Linked DNA regions of Mus musculus: region 1 is linked to region 2. Evidence: chromatin contacts called from public Hi-C data. All regions are on one chromosome and are shown on one strand. The core of a region is the stretch at or near the end of the contact, and the rest is flanking DNA. Distances in the headings are between cores, read along the strand shown.

Region 1 (4,247 bases), core at 1,154-3,653, 150 kb after region 2:
CTAGCACTGTGATCCCTCATAGCTGATCACACCAACACTATTTGCTAAAACAAGTCTTCTTTACTAAATTACAATGTCATATGCTTGGCATTGTAATTACTTTGCCATATATTAAATTTGTACATAGTTATCTCTCAGGAACTCTGAGGAGCTGGTTCCAGAATGCCCCCTCTACAACAGCCACCAAAATCCATGCAAGAACCCACACACATCCTGCTTAGCCTTCAAATCGTTTCTAGATACCTTGTGTTGTCTGAGCCTGTGGATGTTGCGGGAACAGCTATTATACTGTGCTGTTTAGGGACTAGAGAAAAGTGTGCAGGTTTGGTACGAATGTGACTTTCCTGTCAGCAGTTGTTTGATCTCACAGATGTTGATTTCACAGATACTGTAGGGTAGACTGCATTTACTCATATCTATTTTTGAATTTTCTTCCACCAGTATTTCTTGTTCATATTAAACCTACATACATGACTGATCAAGAAGTTCACTGTGTGTATACATATATAGACATGCATGTAAACACGTGTATGCATGTGCACACACAGACACACACACACACTGCAGCCCACAGAGTGCAGCATGGGTATGGCCTATGGCGTTCACTTCTTGCAAACTCATCTTGGCCTCTGTGGCATTTCTCAGCCTCACCTCTCAGAACCTGTTCTGCTCACATTCACTCCTTCAAGGCAGAGAAGGGAGCTAGTCTGTTTAAAATGGCCTACACATTCGCCCTTGTTTTATGCTCTTGTCCCGATGGACATTCTGAAGGTGTAGTTGGCTTTAGAGTCTCAGATTTGATCAAAAGTTGATCTGACAGAGGTAGAGGCTAGAATAGTGGTTAGTGGAACCCAGGGAGATGCAGGGGTAATGGGGGCAGAGGGGGTGGATGGTGGGTGCTGGGGTGCCCCCTGGATAGCCTGGAAGAAAACCTCTCGTGTTCTATAGCTCAGCAGGATGACTGCACCCGAGAACTAATTGTACATTTCTTAGCAGAGGGGACTTTCTATGTTGTTAACACAAACAACTATCAGTCTGAGGTGATGCAAATGCCAATTGTCTCTGATCTGCGTTTTGCACTTGGTTTTCTCATATGCAACATAGATGACATTTCCTACTTTACGTGTGGACTGAGACTCCTGTGTCTACAGTTTAGGCAGTTAGCTATTAGCATTGCTGGGCTCCAGATGGGGAGTTAGGGCCATAGGCACGCACACACACAGACACACACACACACACACACACACACACACACACACACACAGACACACACACACACACAGACACACACACACAGACACAGACACAGACACACACAGACACACAGACACACACACACACACACACACACAGACACACACAGACACACACACACACACACACACACACACACACACACACGGTTAACAGTCACCATTTACACTGACAGACCTTTCAGCTGACCATGAACATCTCTGACATTTCAACCGGGAAAGGAAAGGCAAAGCTCAACATAACGACTTGGATACAAGACAGGAGGATCTCATGGTCTCCCCAGCCCAGCACACACCTGTCTCAGTTCCAGAACGCTGGCGCCCTCTGGTGGTGAACAGGGAGATCCTCTTTGTTTTAAGCCCATCTTCATTTCTGTGGAGGGGAAAGAGAACACTCAGAAATTTGAGGCCAAGCATGACAAAGACTTGGAGTATACTAGCTCTGACTACATCACATAGAACCACAGAGAAGGCAGTAAATTCTATCAGCATGTGCTTGGGCCTTCCTGCAGTTTGTATGAGGGAACTCGGGGGCCTTCTGGAAGAAGCCATTAGGAAGGATAATCTAGTGGTCACAGTCATTATCACATTCTCAGGCTTTCTAGCTTCAAGCAGGTGCTTTGGGTATGTGTTCTATTTAGCGATTACAGAGTAACCATCAGCCAGTGACCCCAAGGGGCAGGGCTCTCCAGGGCTCATTTTCAACCCATTCATCTATCATTGGATGGATACATTTTATTCCACCTATGAACACATTAGTAGCTGGTAAAGAATTTATAGACTTCTAGTCTAGGCTGAAGTGAGAGACAGGATGTTCAGGAGTCTGCAACAATTACAGCTGGAAGGTCCCGCTCGAGGGCTGTATGATGTCGCCTGGAATCCTTCTCTCAGGATTTTGGAGCTGGGAATACGTATTGGAATACTCTGTGGTGTACCTATTCCCTCTTCCTGGAGGGAAAAGAGAAACTCCTACGTCTCAGGAAGCTTGGGAAAATTCTATCATTCACAAACCCTCAATCCCTGCAGGCTATACAAGGAACCCCCGTTGCTGGGTAAGAGTTGACTATGGGTGGAGCTAAGGTAGGCAGGATGCAGCTTTTGTGGGTTGGCACCTATGCTTGGGGTGCCTCTGACTCACCCTGAGTCCCGAAAGTAACCCCAACACAGTCGTCACTTCTTCAAGCCAGACTTGGTGGGACTGTATCTGTGCTCTGTCATCAAGTGTCCCATACAGGGAAACATGTTTGGTCTTTTCTCCCCAGGAGAATAGTAGTCACACAGTAGTACCCTTAATCCAAAAGTTTAGAATCCAGATGCCTCCCAAAGACTAACCCTGTGAGTGCTGGTGTGGTGTTCAAAGGAGAACATTCCAGACCTGACCTCAGAGCCATGTCACAGTTAAAACTCAGGCATGCTAAAAATGCTGTTGGGGGCCTGTGACACACACACACTAGTCTGTATTTAGCTTTGGGTCCCATCTCGGGATGTCCGGGATACATCCAAATACTTCAAAAATCCCAGAGACATCTAAAATTTGAAAACCTTCTGATTCCAAGCATTTCTGAATAAGGTCATTCATGAATTAGGGTCTTTAAGAAAGTGGTTATGTTGGCATGAGCTCTTTAGAATGCTCCCTACTCTAATATAGATGGTGTCCAAACAACAACAACAACAACAACAACAACAACAACAACAACAACAACCGTAAAGAGAAAGATCATGGAGATATATGTGGATGGCCACTTTCTTGTTTGTTTTTTAGGACAGGATTCCTCTGTGTAGCCCTGGCTGTCCTAGAACTCCATCTGTAGACCAGGCTGGCCTTGAACTCAGAGATCCACCTGATCTGCCTCCTGAGTGCTAGAATTAAAGGCAAGCCCCATAACAGCCTTGATCTTTAACAAGTCAAGGAGGGAGGTCTCAGGAGGCACCCTGGTCTCAGATCTGCAGCCTTCATATTGCTGAGCAACTGTTTTATAGGAGTATTTCATCCACCCTAAGTGGGATACAGCAGCTTGGCTCTGGTGCTGTCCAACACATATCATCTGTGGTTCTATATACACCAGAGGTAAAGAGGCCCACTGCTTACTTGCCGAGCTGGTTTCTGGAGAGGTCCAGGGTCTTGAGTTGGGTGCAGGTCCACTTCTCTTGAGGTGGCAGCGACAACAGCTGGTTTCCCTGTAACCTCAAGAACATGAGGGCCTGAAAGAGGGAGGAGAGAGGGGGAAAGATGATGTTACACATGGAAAGGGAAAAGTTGTCATGACGGTTGGCAGGCTCCCTGTCAATGTACAGCCAAACAATCCCAGCCTACTTCTACTTAGGAAACTCCCCAGATCCTCTCAAGCAGAGATGAACAATGCATTTAGACTTTTCCTCAAGGTCAATGAGAACTGTAGACTAGAGGGACTATAAAGGCCTGAGACCAAAGATTCTTTTTTTTTTCTTGTATATTTTCTTCATTTACATTTCAAATGCTATCCCAAAAGTTTCCTAAACATCCCCCACCCACGCACTGCTCCCCTACCCACTCACTCCCACTTCTTGGCCCTGGCTTTCCCCTGTACTAGGGCATATAAGGTTTGCTAGACCAAGGGTCCTCTCTTCCCAATGATGGCCGACTAGGCCATCTTCTGCTACATATGCAGCTAGAGACACGTGCTCTGGGGGTACTGGTTAGTTCATATTGTTGTTTCACCCATAGGATTGCAGGCCCCTTCAGCTCTTGGGTACTTTCTCTAGCTCCTCCATTGGGGGCCCTGTGTTCCATCCAATAGATGACTGTGAGTATCCACTTCTGTATTTGCCAGGTACTGGCAAAGCCTCACAGGAGACAGCTATATCAGGGTCTGAGACCAAAGATTCTTAAGAGTCGTGGTTAGTGGTGTCTGCCTGGAGTACACAGAGCACCACTGGGTACTTCCTCCTTGGGCGGTGCCCAGAGAGACAAGACAATGGGTGACCTGATCTGCCTTAGCCACATGTCCTCAGAAG
Region 2 (4,204 bases), core at 309-2,808:
GGCTCCACTCTAGTGAGCCTCTTCTCTACAGTGGGCTCTACTCTAGTGAGCCTCTTCTCTACAGCGGAGCTCCACTCTAGTGAGGCTCTTCTCTACAGAGGAGCTCCACTCTAGTGAGGCTCTTCTCTACAGTAGGCTCCACTCTAGTGAGCCTCTTCTCTACAGAGGAGCTCCACTCTAGTGAGGCTCTTCTCTACAGTGGGCTCCACTCTAGTGAGCCTCTTCTCTACAGAGGGGCTCCACTCTAGTGAGCCTCTTCTCTACAGAGGGGCTCCACTCTAGTGAGCCTCTTCTCTACAGTGGGCTCCACTCTAGTGAGCCTCTTCTCTACAGAGGGGCTCCACTCTAGTGAGGCTCTTCTCTACAGTGGGCTCTACTCTAGTGAGCCTCTTCTCTACAGAGGAGCTCCACTCTAGTGAGCCTCTTCTCTACAGCGGAGCTCCACTCTAGTGACCTCTTCTCTACAGTGGGCTCCACTCTAGTGAGCCTCTTCTTTACAGCGGAGCTCCAGCTCTCACCCTCAGCACGCCGGTCCTTGTTTCTGTATCACAACAGGGCTATAGTTTTTGTTGAATCAGAGAATCTAGAACTGAAGGAAGTGGGACTTGAGGTGGAAAGCAGTCATACTCCTATCCACCCTGACACCGCCACATCTTCAGGTTGTCTGTGTTACTTAACATTAAGGCAGGGTTTCTAATCATGGATGGGTACAGTCTTAAAAGGTTGGTCCTGGAGGTGAAATAGAACCCTTAGTTACTGTTTCCTGCTGCAGAATTACTTTGTATGTAAAATCCTGAGACTATGAGGACTGTAATGCCTCACTCACTTCCTGGGTCCAAGTAATATAAAAACATCCTCACCAATAAAAGGTACTGGCTGACCTCAAACTAGTTTAAATAGTAGTCAGATCTTGTACCAAGGTTAAATTGGTGTTATTCTAGAGAGTTAGTACTCTGTGTGTGTGTGTGTGTATGTGTATGTATGTGTGTGTGCACACACACTGGTTTTTAATGTTGATGCTATTACACCCTTTTGCCCCCACACCACACACACTAACTAGTGAGTATTATTGTGTGTGTAGCAGTTGGCACTAGACCCTTGAAGCAGTCTCAGCCATGGCTGTGACCTACCCTGGAAACTCAACACAGGAAGTACACAGTCCCTTACCACTTTTCCCTCCTCTCTGTGACTCAGCCATGTCTTACTCTTACATAGCGCCTCACTTGTACCAGTTGGTTTGGTTTAGTAATTTCTCCCTATGAAACATCAAATTTGTATAATTCCCAGTCTCAGAAACATCAGTACTTAACCCTTTTTCTTTAAAATAGAAAAGACCTCATGGCTCACATGTAGGTACTTTTTTTTTTTAACTACTTTAAAATCTGTAAGTCTTCATTTTCTTAAAATGAATGAAATTTTAAATGCCCTGAGTGTTATGTCTTTTCTCATGTCCCATCTGAAATAGGTTCTCAGGCTGACTTTTAGGACTGACACTCTTAGAAGTCACAGAGCAGAGGATCAGTCAGTTTGTGTGTATTTCCTATGAGTAGGTCCACACTGTCATGTGGGTGGAAGAACTGTAGAAGTGGCACTGCCTTGAGCTCTGTGTGTGGTTCTGGCCACACTCTCCATTACAGAGTTACTCTGCTTAAATAAAGTTAATGTAAACCAGTGAGCATCTTTGTGGCCAGCTCCCCAGTCTCTGTAAGTACCCTGTCCACTTCAGGCCTTACACTCATCAGTGCTGGGCAAAACTGTGGTGCTGGCTAAGTGGCCCTGGACCCCAGCCAGCCCTCTCCTGGTATTAGTTGTAAGTAAAGGTGCTCCTGTTTCCATCTGTTCCCCTGGGTTGTACCTGTAGATTCTTGGGTTCCTGTTGCTTAATAGGTTACGCGGTCTTCCTTTTGCTCTGTCTTCCTATTGAAATCCTGGCGCATTTGTAGTGCTTCCTGGCTAGCTCTGTCTTTAAGATGGCTTTTATCATTCTTGAGCAGCTTCTTGCTTTCTTCTGTAATAAGCTGTTCCCAAGATATTTCTTGTTCCCTAGTCCTACAGCCGAGACCCTTGTTCCGTGTACAGCAGAAAACATACAGAAACTAAGGTGTAGGCTTTAGGTATGTTCATTGTTTTTGAGGTATTGCTGTTCATCGCTATGTTTAGTGGACTCAACCAGAGAAAACCGAGTTCTTAACACATTTAAGTAGATCTATGATTGTCTGTTGGTTCATGCTGTTACCCCAAACTCATTTCAACTCTAAGGGATCTAATTATCTCTTTCCATATCGGGAGCTCCTTCCTTTGCCAGTTGAGGACCTGTTATTCTAGGATATATTTATTTATCTCATCCTGTGTGAGAACAGTCTCCTGTTGCCTCCACATTACCACCATGCTCCCTAGGCCCTCACTTCTGTGCTGGTGGCTCTGATAGCTCATTCCACGGCCAGTCCCAGTACCTACAGAAGCCTTTCACTGGCATCTGAGACCCCTGCTGGGCTCTTGAGACTGTCTTCTCCAACCTTGGACCCCATCTTGGGGTTCTTTACTTCAGGGCTAAGGCTCAGGTAGATCTTGAAAGAAGCCTAAATACATCTTAGCATTAGCTGTCTGTCTGGTGCTAGAGATGAAGCAAGCCAGGGCCTCATCCATACCAAGATGCACTCTACCACTGACCCCTTAAAACAGGTTTTTAATTTTAGTTACTTGGCCCTAGAAAATACCTGTTATGTGTGTAAATGTAGCCTTCAGTTTAAGTGTATAAATTTCAAAAAACAAAGCAAAACAATATAATTTCTGTATTGATAATAATTTTTTGAGGATTTTTTTAAAAGTTAGTGCTGGGCTGGTGAGATGGCTCAGCAGTTAAGAGCACCCAACTGCTCTTCCGAAGGTCCGGAGTTCAAATCCCAGCAACCACATGGTGGCTCACAACCATCCGTAACGAGATCTGACTACCTCTTCTGGAGTGTCTGAAGACAGCTACAGTGTACTTACATATACTAAATAATAAATAAATCTTTTTAAAAAAAAAAAAAAAAAAAAGTTAGTGCTTATGCCAGACATTTGTCCTTTTAAAAAACAAACTAGATTTTGATACTCTTTATGATTAATATATTTGGCAATTATTTTTTTTAAATATTTATTTTAAAAATTAAGTGTGTTGGAGAATCTGTGCAGGTGCCCATAGATGCAAGTATTGGACCTTTTAGATCGGAAGTTGCAGGTGGTTGTGAGCTGCCGGATATGGGTGCTAGGAACTGAACTCAGACTCTCTGCAAGAGCAGGAAGCGCTCTAAACTGCGGAGCCGTCTCTCCAACCCCACAGCACCTAATGTTTGATGAGCTTACATGTACAGAGACTGTGATAAAGGTGTTTGAGCTTTAAGAGGATGCTCCTCTAACACTGAAATGAAACACTGTATGAAAGTGCAAGTATTGTTGGCAACCAGCCTCAACGCTGTCGTCTGGCAACCCAACCAGTCATTAAAATGAGCTGGAGTCGGCCGAGTGGCAGAACACTCAGCGATAGCTACTTCTGCCCTGGGGGTGGGGGGCATATGGAACAACTCCTCCTTTTTTATCTAGACTTTTGTATCCACAAATTAGCTATGGAGGAAAAGCCTTGTAGTCCTATGTTAAGCACTAAGTAGTTTTCTTTTTCTTTTTGATGGTAAATGCAGTAATATAAAAAAAAATTGTCGGGAATAGAATCTTAGTGAGAAATACGCAGATTTGTTTCAGATGTCTTCTCAGGAGCTTTCCAATTTCCATGCTGTTTTCTGCTTGGTGTGGTTTGCTTTCTCTCAAGTTAAATTTTGATTTGGAACCAGGTCTGCCCAATGGCCTGAGTAAATGGACATGCCCAAGCTATAAATCCTACCTGAAGTTTGGACGTGGGAAGGACATGTTTACAGTGAGCACCATTCATTTACACATACAGTGAGCAACACACACATACTTATGTGTATTTATAGGAGGAAGTTTGGGAAGACAAGACTTGTGTCCTTACTGGAACACTGCTTTAGGCTATGCCCCCAAACCATGAATAGTTACTCATTGCTCTCTGCTGTAAGTAGTAGTTTTGTGTGGGATGAGACCCAGGAAATAGCATGCTTTCTCACAGCTGATGAAATCAGTTTTCTTTCTGTAGCCATCTCATTCTTGTGGGACCACTGCTTCTACTTGGGTTCTAGCCCCATGGCTCACA

The links. A called contact is a pair of places that touch in the nucleus more often than the background predicts.
Region 1: a contact with region 2 is called in a Hi-C map of Th1 cells, with 2.5 times the contacts expected there. The contact joins two enhancer-like sites. A contact is called at or near these places in 1 of 484 Hi-C or Micro-C datasets (Th1 cells), 4 of 115 datasets of contacts at active chromatin or transcription factors (the HPC-7 cell line, the NIH/3T3 cell line, bone marrow-derived macrophages and 1 more) and 1 of 9 other capture datasets (embryonic stem cells).

Annotation. Positions count from the first base shown.
Region 1 is chr7:66,299,313-66,303,559 of GRCm38.p6, forward strand. Lrrk1 (leucine-rich repeat kinase 1) reads right to left here. Exons shown (of 34, transcript NM_146191.3): 11 at 3,343-3,455; 12 at 1,550-1,626. Among named protein-coding and RNA genes, the nearest start is that of Gm45989, 20 kb to the left of the region's middle. Within about 2 kb of position 2,404, at least 17 of the 459 cell types and tissues checked have an H3K27ac peak or open chromatin away from gene starts, as enhancers often do. A contact at or near this core is called in Th1 cells, where this site is marked.
Region 2 is chr7:66,146,238-66,150,441 of GRCm38.p6, forward strand. All of the region lies in intron 2 of Chsy1 (chondroitin sulfate synthase 1), which reads left to right. Among named protein-coding and RNA genes, the nearest start is that of Chsy1, 39 kb to the left of the region's middle. Within about 2 kb of position 1,559, at least 24 of the 459 cell types and tissues checked have an H3K27ac peak or open chromatin away from gene starts, as enhancers often do. A contact at or near this core is called in Th1 cells, where this site is marked.